Linked DNA regions of Arachis hypogaea: region 1 is linked to region 2. The links are chromatin contacts, called in public Hi-C maps. All regions are on one chromosome and are shown on one strand. The core of a region is the stretch at or near the end of the contact, and the rest is flanking DNA. Distances in the headings are between cores, read along the strand shown. Region 1 holds the start of LOC112727767. Region 2 holds the start of LOC112727763 (transcription factor MYB3R-3).

Region 1 (6,468 bases), core at 2,702-5,201, 230 kb after region 2:
CTGTCGCAACAAGTTATAATTGTAAGGATCATAAGCGAAGTTGGCCAAATTTGCCAGAATCCTCTCTTTTGTTTCTGTTAAGGGGGGAAAAAGAATATGAAAAAGTTTCAGCAATCTAGAACTCTAGAAGACAAATGTGTCTTTACAAATGCAGTTGAAAAGAGTGTTTCAAACATTACTAAATTATCAAATAAAACTTCTAAAAATAAATGAAAAAAAAGTATACCTTCATCAGTTGTGTTCTGAAACTGAGACACCAGTTCCTGAAACAAGCGTCATCTGTCAACGAAAATACTTGTGTCTAAAATAGTTGTACATGACTATTATTTGTTTTTGTTTTGCCGTCGTTGTTGCTGTTATAATAATAAAAGCAACAGAAGTTGAAAAGAAAAAGATGATGAGAGAAGCACCTGAAGGTATTGAAATCTAGGACTTCCATATTTTCCAGTTCGCTCTTGTTGTCTCTGGTCATTGGTGAACATCGATAGTTCCCTCTTCTGCTCAATAACTATTTATTAATACTAAGAATAATAAACATACAAATCTGTTTGCACAAAAACTTGCTGATAGAAACAGCAAGAGAAGCATGGGAGGGAATGCCAACAAGAACGATACAAGCTTGGAAGGGCATCAAAAAAGAAAGATAGAGATAGCCTAGAAGTAATTGTGATTACTGCTACATTAAGCTTCCGGCTAATTTTGATGACATAAGATTAGATTCGACCAAGAGACCACAAAGGAGGTAAAAGCTATCACTTGATGGACAAGGCGGTGTGCGTAGTGTATAAAAAGGTATTCAATAGCATCATAGCAAAACAATTGTAACCAAGGTTCTGAAAACCGGACCGGTCATCGAACCACTCTAATTACTGGTTTATTGATCTAATCGGTTCAACCGTAGTTCAACCAAAAAATTCGTTTTATAATAAAATAATAAAAAATATAAATAAATACCCTAAAACATAATTATAATCTAATATAAATCTTAAAACGTCTTCTAAATTTAAAGCACTACATGAAATGTCATCAAAATCTTATGATTTTATCAAAATACAAACTCAAAAATTAAATAACTAAGGTATTTATTTAAATATATTTTGAATCTAACTCTAATCTCATTGTTGATGAGAGTGAAAATTAATAATCATAATACTAACTCTAATCTAATTAAGCAGCTATTGTCCGATCTGAGCCAAATTAGATGCTTATATGCTAATAAAGTAGAAGTACTACTTGATCCCCTACTAATGTTCTCCATGATGATAGTACCAAAAGCATAATTAAAAACCTAAGCACACAAAGTAATTAACATCAAGATATTTCCATCTTTGAAACAAACTTAACCAACCAACCAAATATAAACTAACCTGAAGAAACAAGAAACAAGGATAATCCCAATCTCAAAAATCACAACAATTTCAATTTAGCAAATTAGAAAATTAACAATTTGAGAAGAACAACACAGCAACTCAAAGACAACAATACACAACAATTTGCAAATAAACAACAAGAATAGAAAATCCAGCAAATTATATCGCAGCAACCTATTAATTTGGCAAATCAAAACAACAGCAGCCCAACAATTTAGCAAATTATCAACTGAACAAGTTCAAGAACAGAAAATCACAATAAAAACAAAAACAAAAAAAAAATTAAAGACAACAGAACATCAACATAACATAACAGAATCAAGAACTTGATCAACAATCCTAAACCACAGTTATAACAACAATAATTGAGAAAAGAAAATCTGATATTAACAATCCTAAACCAATAAAAACAACAATTACAGTAAAAAATACTTTCTAGAGCACAGAGGTGAGGGAGCACAGAGGGCTGGACGCAGCAGAACAGGAGAAGAGATGGCCTGGACTGCCGCAAAACCAAAAGACAAGAGCCATAGTCAAGAACTTTCAACTACTTTGGATCACACATTCCCAAATGGTAATTTCTTCATTCGTCTTAAGCATCTCTTTTAACTTTGTTAGAAGTAATTTTTCAATTAAATAATCAAAGCACAACTCAAGAAATGCAAAAAATTAAGCTGCACACAGCATAAGAATGCAAAAACAACATGAAAAACAGCAACACAGCAACAAACAGCATTACAAAAAAAACAACAATCAAGAACAATAAGAACAACCACAGCAGTGAACAAACATTAACAATCAAAACCATCAAAAACAAAGAGCAACAATCAGCAACAATAAACACAACACTGAACAATTAAATAAAAAAATACAGCTGAACAACAAGAACAGTTCCATAATTACTGTAAAACAAAATAATCTAAATTACTCATAACAGAAAAACCTAAGAAAATCATTACTCATAACAAGAACAGCTCAATAATGTTCATTACTCATTATCAGTAATAAAAACCGGCTGGGTCCCGGTTCGGTCCGACTTGCTGGTTCCTGGCCGGTTCAGCAGTTTTTCCACTGGTTTTTTAATCAACAATTTAAAAGGCTAACCAGATCGTAACTGCTGCCGGTTCAAAGTTAGACCGGTTGGATTGGCCGGTCCAGTCTGGTTTTCAGAAGCATGATTGTAACATGAAAGAATGCAGGATTTACCAATTCTTTATTAACGGATTGCAAATTCACATTCATAGAGACGCTTTTTTTGAAAATCTAAACTATTTTCCGAACATTGTATCAGGCAAAATTCTACGATGAAAAAGAAAAAATATTGCAGATCAAAGATTCAGAAGCAATCATCATATATCAACATTTGAATAGAAAAACCAGATCACAGTTCTATAGCAAATCCATAATCAGAGATAAAATTTGTTGTTGCAAATATGGAATCATCAATAACAACAATTAAAATTCCAGAAGCACTCTCACCAAGAGAGCAGAAGCAAAAGACGAAGATGACTTGGACGAGCCAAGCAAAATTCTATTGCGATGCAACCAGTGGCTTCGAAGATCGAAGCAAGGGCGAAGGGTTTGAACTTGCAAGCGATAGTTGGTTCTCGGCGGTTAGGAGGGTCACTCTTTGGCCGGAGGAAAAACTGCTCACGGTTCCTTGTTGCAAGATCGGAGACGAGCGGCGCAACACGATTTGTGGCGGCGAGTGAACTGCTCCTCAGTCACCGGACTTGCGTTCTCATTCTCATTCCCACGCTGTTGTTCTGTGTCCCAGAGTTGGGCCTTCCATGGATGAACATAGTCCAAGCCCAAATCCAATCTGAATTTCACCAAAAAAAATATATTAAATGTGTATTTTTCTTTCCACAAAGGCTGTCTTAGAGACTGTGATATAATGAGTATAATAAGGTTTATGGAAAATCCCAGCTCCGCCAAGAGTACTGAATTTCAGCTGGAGGCTCATCTCCAATGCCCTGCCCACATGGAAAAACCTACAACAGAGAGGAATCAGTATCTCACCACTTTGCACAACTTTGATGCCGCCGGAGCAAACGGCGGAGACCGCGGAGCTGGAGCTGTGATCCGAGATCACCAAGGCGCTATTTTGGCTGTTGCAACTTGGAAGATCCATGGCGTGCTTTCATTCGGTCAGGGAGGCAGAGGCACTCTCTTGTTTAGTGGGACTGAAATTAGCAATAGAGGGGTGTTTTTTTATGTTGTGGTTTAAGGGGATAACATTGAAGTACTCCATGCACTGAGATATCCAATTACCCACAGTAATTATTTTGGACTCTCTTTGTCAAATGGTAATTTTTTTTGGATAGGCTTAGATTTACCCAGATTTCTCATGTAAAGAGAAATGGTAACTTAGTTGCTCACTCTCTAGCAAAAACGACCCTCTCTGTACCTAACACACTATGGATAGACGAGGTTATCTTCTTTTTTAGGATATTAGTTTTGATGTATTTTCGTGTAAAATAGTTTATCAATATTGTTTAATCACGTATTAGCATGTATATAAGATATTTAACATAATTTATATTGTGAGAAACTAAACAGTTTTACTTGTAATATAATATACATGAGAGATTTGAATTTATAATCTTACGCAAAACACAGCAAAATCCTTACAATATGCCTAGTGGCTTAAATGATTCAACGTTGTTCAATTAAATTCAATTTTTAATTGAGTTTCTTTTGACTTTTACAATTGTGTCCATGTTTGTTTATTTATTTATTTTTGTCAATGAATTGTGTTCACGTTTAGTAACACCGTCTTTTTTTTTTTTTTTTTTTTTTGGTAGTAGTAACACCGTCTTTGGTCGTTCATGGTTTCTTCTTTTTTTGGTCATGGTCATTCATATTTTGTTTTGGAGATGTTATTTAAACTGAATGGGCTTTTGAGTGCTGAGGTCCAATAGGTCCGGTTGGGCTGTCCGACCCAAACAGTCCAAATACAAAACCTTACAGCATACTAGCTTAGGAATAGGATTCAACAATAATATTATATCCGCCCCTCGCCATTTCAAAGGTCTCGGGTTCGAGTCCTACCAGCTGCAACCGAGAAGAAAAAAATTGGTAAGTATATGAGAAGTGTTTGGGTGTGTACTATGTACTTAGGATTGGAGATTGTCCAATCCATTGGGGTACCTAGGATTGAGGGTTGTCCAATCCATTGGGACACCTAGGATTGGGGGTTGTTCAATCCACCGACCAAAAAATAAAAAAAACAATAATATTATGACACTAAACTAGTCAGATCTAATGACCAACATCAAACCTTATGCACTTATAAAGCGCAGTCTCATTTGATATCTGTTTCTAAATTTTTCATTTTCCCTTGTAATTTCTTACTCTTTGGTTTTTGCCAACTCAGACAAAGAAATGCAACGTGAGATGTAGCTTTGGTTAAAAGAGTTTGATTGATATACAATGGACTTCACAAATGCATGGCATTTAACAAAAGGTAATTAGAAAAAAAGGTAGATAATTGTCAGCTACTTATAACTTAGATATTGATTCATGCCACCCAACAAGAAGCAAAAACATCCGGGAGTCGGAAGAATCTCAGTCAAAATAAGGTTGCTGACCCATGCCACTTCAATCTTCCAACCTCTCGCCCTTCAAATATGGCCATTTAAGGCTACACAAGAAGAAAGAGGATGTTATGAAAAACAATGACACCAAAAACATTTATGTCTTTATCTCTTAACATGAACAACTCTCTTTATAGGGTTCAGGTTTATCCATGAAGTGAATAGTATACTGTACAATACATACCAGAAACCAACTACTTGTAGATGGAGAAGTGCATAAGATATGCGGCCCTATGACGAACCTGTATAACAAAATCATTTCTTTAAATTTGATCGCAGCACGGGTTGATAATTAGAAAGACATTTCGCTCACCTTTGACGCATATGATCGTAGGTCTGTCGCTGAAATCAAGCTAGAGCATTGTCTTAGAAGAAGACAGAACATTTCATAGATTACTGGATTGTCTTCGATTAATGAGTTGGACAAAACCCAGTTCTCTGTCAAAACTAGGTGAATGTACATCTTGAAGAAATCACAACTTTTGTCTTTGAAGTTAATTGCCCTAAGCAATCTCAGGATGTCTTCTCCACTGTTGGCTTGACACAAAAACTGTATCAAGATTTTTGAGATATGGATGCAATTAATTTGGTGGTAATAATTGTTGAGTTATGAGTGCATTTTGATTTTGCAATGATATTGACAAATGATCCAAGAATGCATTAAAAAAATATATGATAATTTAGAAATTAAACTGGTGGAAAATATTGAAACAGGTAATAGTACATGGAAACATACATAAGCAGAACACAAATTGAGTGGTAAAAGGGAAAGCAACATACTCCATTAAAACAGGAAAGTAGGTTCTGATACGCCACAGCACTCTTAAGTTGCTTACAACGGGAGCTGGCTACGGGTATGCACTCAACAGATTGGATGCAATTCAGATCCTTTGAGACTCTGCACGTCCAAGCCAGTTAGAATAAGAGAAAGGAAGCGAAGATAAAGTAATTGGGCAAGCACTAAATTACACTTCAGCTTGTTTATTTACAGTTTGCACTAATTAATGCTGACTGATTTCATTGATGATTACCACATACAGAAATTCAGAATGTATAAATATCTCAGCACTAAGAATTAACAGAGTATAAAATAGTTTGATCCAACTTGCAGAGATGATAATCACTTCTCTATTAAGTTTAATTATCAAGCATTAAACAAAGCTACAATTGGGTAGATAAATAAAGCTACTAAGTTCATAGTTCAAGTACTACATTATTATTACTGGCACTAAAAAGTAATAACAACCTGGAAGCAACGAATTTTGCTACGTTCCCACAACTTGAATGCCATTCTTGGTCTGTGAAGTAATTGACAATCGCTTGCATGCAATCATTCAAAAGCACTAATAAACCTTGAAACTGGCGATCTAGGAATAGACATATAATAATTTCAACGAGTTCTTCAGCTTCTACAACAGAAAATACTGGTCTTTTACTCCTGCAGTGAGCATAAAAAGGCATAAGTTGACATTGTCACACCAATAAACAACGATGACAAA
Region 2 (6,564 bases), core at 3,939-6,438:
CGACACTCTACTCTTTATTTAACTCAAGCAAAGATTGTGAAAGATGTTGTTAATGCTGCTGAGTTTGTTGATAAAACTGATTTATGGCATAAGAGATTATGTCATATGAGTGAGAAGGGCATGAATATGTTATCCAAGAGGAATCTTTTATCTGGTTGTAAGGTTGCTTTGCAAAAGTGCAACCATTGCTTTGCTGGAAAACAGAACAGGGTTTCTTTCAAGAGCCACCCACCTTCAAGGAAGTCAGAGATACTTGACTTGGTGCATTCTGATGTATGTGGGCCGATGAAGACAAGAACACTTGGAGGGTCTATCTATTTTGTAACCTTTATTGATGATCATTTTAGAAAATTATGGGTTTACACTTTGAAGACCAAAGATCAAGTTTTGAATGTGTTCAAGCAATTTCAAGCTTCTGTTGAAAGAGAAACTGGGAAGAAGTTGAAATGCATTCGTACTGATAATGGTGGTGAGTACTCAGGTCCATTTGATGCTTATTGTAAAGAGCATGGTATAAGACATCAGAAGACTCCTCCGAAGACTCCTCAGTTGAATGGCTTGGCTGAAAGGATGAACAGAACATTGGTTGAAAGAGTTAGGTGCTTATTGTCACAGTCTGGATTGGCAAAATCCTTTTGGGGTAAAGCTTTGAGCACTGTTGTTCATGTCTTGAATCGGACACCATGTGTTCCCTTGCAATTTGAAGTGCCAGAGAAGGTATGGTCAGGTAAAGATGTTTCTTATGATCATTTAAGAGTCTTTGGATGTAAAGCTTTTGTTCATATTCCTAAAGATGAGAGATCTAAGCTTGATGTAAAGACTAGGCAATGTATTTTTATTGGCTATGGCATGGATGAGTTTGGTTACAGGTTTTATGATCCTGTTAACAAGAAGGTGATTCGGAGTAGAGATGTTGTCTTTGTTGAAGACCAAACATTGAAGGATGTTGATAATGCAGAAAAGCCAATGGTTCAGCCTAGTGATGATTTTTCTGACTTGGATATTACTCCCTCTATGCCTATGGTAGAAGATGGTAGAGTTGAAGCTCAAAATAATGAGCATGATACAAGTGCAGGTGAAGATGGAACAGTTGATCCAATACTTGATGAAGTTGGTGATGATGATCAAGATGAAGAACCAGCTTTAGAAATTCCTGCAAATGCACTTAGAAGGTCTACAAGAGAGAGAAAGTCTTCGTCAAGGTATTCTCCACATGAGTTTGTTTTGTTGACTGATGGGGGAGAACCTGAATGCTTTGGAGAGGCTGTTGAAGATGAAAGCAAAGCTCAATGGCTTGAAGCTATGCAAGAAGAAATGAAGTCCTTGATTGAGAATGATACCTATGAGTTGGTGAAGCTACCGAAGGGTATGCGAGTTTTGAAGAACAAATGGGTATTCAGAATCAAGAATGAAGAACACAATTCTAAGCCTCGGTATAAGGCTAGATTGGTTGTTAGAGGTTTTAGCCAGAGAAAAGGTGTTGATTATGAGGAGATCTTTTCTCCTGTTGTGAGGATGTCATCCATTCGTGCTGTGCTTGGATTAGCAGTGTCTCTTGATTTGGAGATTGAGCAAATGGATGTGAAGACAGCTTTTCTTCATGGTGATTTAGATAAGGAGATCTACATGGAGCAACCGGAGGGTTTTGTTGTTAAAGGAAAGGAAGATTTTGTGTGCAAGCTTAAGAAGAGTCTTTATGGGTTGAAGCAAGCTCCAAGACAGTGGTACAAGAAGTTTGAATCTGTTATGGGGAAGCATGGTTACCGTAAGACAACTTCAGATCATTGTGTATTTGTGCAAAAATTTTTTGATGATGATTTTATCATTCTTTTGCTTTATGTGGATGATATTTTGATTGTGGGCAAGAATGCTTTGAGGATTAATGAGTTGAAGAAACAGTTGAGTAAGTTCTTTGCTATGAAGGACTTGGGTCTTGCCAAACAAATTTTGGGCATGACTATTACTCGTTATAGAGATTCCAAGAAGCTTTATTTGTCACAGGAGAAGTACATAAAGAAGGTGCTTCAAAGGTTTGGCATGAATGATGCCAAATGTGTTGCTAGTTCTTTTGCTCCTCATTTTAAGTTGAGTACCAAGCAGTGTCCAACCACTGATGAGGAGAAACAAGCAATGGATGAAATTCCTTATGCCTCAGCTGTTGGAAGCTTGATGTATGCTATGGTGTGTACTAGACCAGACATTGCTCATGTAGTTGGTACTGTGAGTCGTTTTCTCTCTAATCCAGGTAAAGAACATTGGAATGCTGTTAAATGGATTATGAGATATCTCAAAGGTACAACTAACTTGAGTTTGAGTTTTGGTGGTGAGAAACCTTTGCTAGTTGGCTTTACTGATACAGACATGGCAGGAGATATTGATTCTCGAAAGTCTACTTCAGGTTATTTGGTCAAGTTTGCAAGGGGAGCTATTTCATGGCAGTCAAGGCTACAAAAGTGTGTTTCACTTTCTACTACAGAGGTAGAGTTTATTACAGCAACTGAAGCATGTAAAGAGTTGTTGTGGATGAAGAAGTTTCTTGCAGCACTTGGTTTCAAGCAAGACAGTTATGTGTTGTTGTGTGATAGCCAAAGTGCTATTCATCTTGCCAAGAATTCTACTTTTCATCCAAGATCTAAACATATTGATGTTAGGTATCACTGGATATAGGATGTGTTAGATTCAAAGTTGTTGGAACTTGAGAAAGTTCACACTGATGACAATGGTGCTGATATGATGACAAAAGCATTGTCAAGAGAAAAGTTTGAAACATGTTGTTTGATCGCCGGAATGGCGAGAGCCTCCACCTAGTCGAGAAGGGGGAGATTTGTTGGGTTTTTTTCTCCTTTGTGAGGCCCAAGCCCAACATTTTGAGGGTGTCTCTTGCACCCATTGTGCCACAACCCTAGTTCAGATTTTTGGGGGTCATTGAGAGTGAGAGAGAGTAGCCACCAAGTGAGAGAGAAAGGAAAAAACAGAATTTTCGTTTTTGTTTTACACAGAGCAGCAATTTTGGAACGGCAGTTTCTCATTCTTCACCGTTGGATCGACGTGAAATTTGAACTGTAGATTTTTCACATCTTGTTCTTCATTCTGGACGGTGAAGATTTTAATTGGAGGTTTGCATAGGGAGAAATTGGCTTCGACAGCAACTATGTTTTTTTGGGTATATTTCATCTTCTTGCTTTTCATTTGTGAGCTTTGGTGCTTTGATATTTTGGCTGGTTATATGCACATTTTTGTGCTTTGTTTGAGACTCTCTTGTATCTCATTTGATTATAGTGGAGCTATTTCATTGGTCTGGACGACTCGTGGTTTTTACCTCTCACACTGAGGGGGTTTTCCACGTTAAAATCTCGGTGTGTTCTTATTATTGCTTTACTTGCTATATTTGCTTGTTATAGTTGCTGCCATATTGTGTTGTGAAAGCTTCCATACTGTTCTTGTGTTGGACATTTGTGTCGTTTCCGCTGCTAGGCTCTTTCACCAAGATCATGCAATAGTTAGTTGATTACCATTTTAAGTAAAGTAGTCATTGACATTATAGGAGATTAAAAAGACCCAATCGAATTGATGAGACCCATCTTAGTTCTTGGGCCTATCTTAAGTTAAAAATACTATCAAATCGAGATATACATCAGACATGAGGTAAATGAACTAAATCAAGATAAAAGATAGAAAAATGAATGATACACCAAATCAAACGGCACGATTAAAGCACATATTTCAACACAAACTAACCTAAGAAAACACCTAGCTTCCCAAACTTAATGATTATCATTACTTATCAATTATATTCTACTTCGTTTATGATAACCTATTAGTGTTTCTAAATACACAAATCATTGGCATTAGGTTGGCTAGACGTAATATCATGAAATGTACATGGTAGACTAATAGAATTAATCAGTAGATAATCATGTGCATAAAACTCTAATGTAAAAAAAAAAAAAACCATCTTAATCATATCTAATGTAATAAAAATTTATATAATGTTCTTTTTAGCCAAACAATATACAGCAAAATACTAAACATTTTCGGAGTATAAAGTTTAATATCATAATCCGCAATTATACAATATAATTTGTAAGATAATTTAAAATTCAACCACATTAAATTCGTATATTAAACATAACAAATCAAAAACAAAAAAGAAAAAAGTGTTCTTGACAATTTTCTTTCGAGTTTAAGATGAAAGACATATATGTGATATGTTAAAGCCTATAATGGGAGTTATGGTGAAATTATAAGGATAGAAATAGAATTAAAATTATACTTTCAATTCGGTTTTTTTCGATTTTGTGATATGGAATTGATAATTGAATCAACCCAATAAGAAGCAACAAATTTTAAATTTCAAAGTTTTTGGTTTCTAGTTTCAAATCTTTTTGCTTCGGTTTATAGATTTAGTTTAGTTTAGTCCAATTTTAAATACTCCTAAATGTATATTTTTTTAAGGTCGTGCGGATATTTCCCAAAACCATACAATAGTTAATTGATTACCATTTTAGGTAAAGTAGTCATTGACATTGTGGGAGGTTAAAAAGACCCATAAAATTGATAAGACTCATCTTAATTTTTGGGTCAAGTAGAATACGTATGTCCTTAAACTTATGTTAGGCTCTCTTTTGTTTTGATTCACTTGAAATTATGAAAATTAATCTTAAAACAAAAAATATATATATTATAAATAAATTGATTATTTTTTATTTTACAGTAAAATATTTTATTATTTTAATAGTCACCTAAAACAAAAATATGTAAAGTGATATACATAAATAAATATGATGAGTAATTTAATAACTTATTTTTTTGTGTTTTACATGAATGTTTGTATTTTTATTTACTGTTGATTGTTTTTAATTATTATTATTTATTCAATTCAATTCTATTTAAGTGTATTTATTGTCATATTAAACTTGTTTCACTTCCACTAACAAAAAATAGCTTCTTTCACTAATCACCTCAGTGTAATTTCATATATCACATGTAAGTATGTAACAAATATTTAAATGGATATAATTTAATTTAAGTTGCCAAAACTGAAAAGGGTTAATTGATTTGCCAATAATCAAAAAACCCTAAAAATTACTAAAAACTGGTTTACCATTTAAGAAGGAAAAAAACAAAAAGGCAGACGCAAGTAACGGTAACTTAAACTGGTCTGGTGCTGCTATCTAATTTTTTTAGTAATTCAATTTTAATTTAAAAAAGTTGAATTAAAATTAAAATCAAAACTTCTGTTCTTGTTCAACGGGCAACAAGGAGTTTTCGAAACTGCTCCTTCTTTTTTTTTTTGTCTTTTCTTTTCTTCCTCTCTTTCTTTTCCTAAATCTCTTGCGAGCTCCACTTTGATTCCCGCCAATTCTCTGTTTGCAGAGGTACTTCAGTTTCGGAGAAATCTCAGATTCTATTTTTTTTTTAATATTCTAGTATGAAAATTCAACTTCCTTTGTGTTTGTGATCGGTTTTTTTTTCGATTATTTCCTTTTCCCCGACTCTGTAATATTCTTTAGTAGTGAATTTTTATTAATTGTTATCACTATTATTGTAAAATTGTGCGTGGTGAATACCTATGAATTACGTGTTTCTTATGATAAGGTGTTTTTGGCGTTTCTCTGAGCAAGTTTTAATCTGATAACGGTTTTTGAGATCTGGATTTCGTTTGTCTTTGTATGTCACCCATAAAGTTCGAAACTTTTGTTATTTCAGTGAGGGTTTTAGGGTTTTTGATAATTTGTGTGAAATTTGAGTGTGTTGGCATGATTTTGCTTTTTTTTTTTTATTTGAGTGTGTTGGCTTGATTTTGCTTTTTTTTTTTTTTTTTTTTCTTCGTCCTCTTAACAATATGTGAATAAATTTGTAGAAGGATATGGATGAGTTGAAATCAGAGGAAGGTTGTATAGAGAATAAGCAATCAACAGCTGCTTCTAGCTCCTTTGTATCAGAAGGCAGTGGCAGTTCTATACCAAAATCCCCAGGGATAGGTAGCCAGGCATCGGCTTCACCCCCTCATCGGTATTCACATGCTTTTTTTCATTGCTTTTTGTCAATCAATGATGTTGTACCTTGATAACGGTGTCGTTTTGTGTCGATATATGGTGTGCCTGCTTGATTTTGCTTAATGTTTGCATTTAGCAATAGCAGCTGATTTTTTGGTCTTGCTACGGGTATCTGCTTTGTTCCATTTTGGATCTTTCTTGTGATCTTCAATAATTAATTTTCACCACTTGAATATTGTGTTACACAGGAGAACCACTGGTCCTATAAGGCGAGCAAAGGGTGGTTGGACAGCAGAGGAGGTTAGTAATTTGGACTTGGAGATAGTTGTTACTTTTATTTATTGTCTTTAATGTTTTTACTGTTTTAAGAAGTTGATTAATAGTGAATTTATATTAGTTGATTTAGTGCTTCTTAATATACATCTTTATATGCTAAAAATGCCAATGTATTTATAGTTCTGTAACATTTCAAATTGAGACCAAGATATTTTCTTGTCATTTTTACCACCTGACTTTTCATGTAATCACAACATAGTGCTCTTCAAACTCCTGCAGGATGAGACAT

Evidence for each region. Hi-C and Micro-C count contacts between places; a contact is called where the count stands out from the background.
Region 1: a Hi-C map of leaf shows a contact between it and region 2, with 2.6 times the contacts expected there. The contact joins the promoter of LOC112727767 here to the promoter of LOC112727763 in region 2. A contact is called at or near these places in 2 of 8 Hi-C or Micro-C datasets (both in leaf).

The regions. Positions count from the first base shown.
Region 1 is chr12:95,894,735-95,901,202 of arahy.Tifrunner.gnm2.J5K5, forward strand. LOC112727767 reads right to left here and starts at 3,952. Exons shown (of 8, transcript XM_025777666.3): 1 at 3,393-3,952; 2 at 2,850-3,192; 3 at 411-497; 4 at 227-263; 5 at 1-74. The coding sequence starts at 482. It overlaps LOC112727766, which reads right to left. Exons shown (of 13, transcript XM_025777665.3): 9 at 6,216-6,407; 10 at 5,750-5,867; 11 at 5,283-5,519; 12 at 5,154-5,211; 13 at 4,777-5,016. The coding sequence ends at 5,164.
Region 2 is chr12:95,659,061-95,665,624 of arahy.Tifrunner.gnm2.J5K5, forward strand. It overlaps LOC112727763 (transcription factor MYB3R-3), which reads left to right and starts at 5,189. Exons shown (of 9, transcript XM_025777661.3): 1 at 5,189-5,378; 2 at 5,864-6,015; 3 at 6,248-6,299; 4 at 6,555-6,564. The coding sequence starts at 5,870.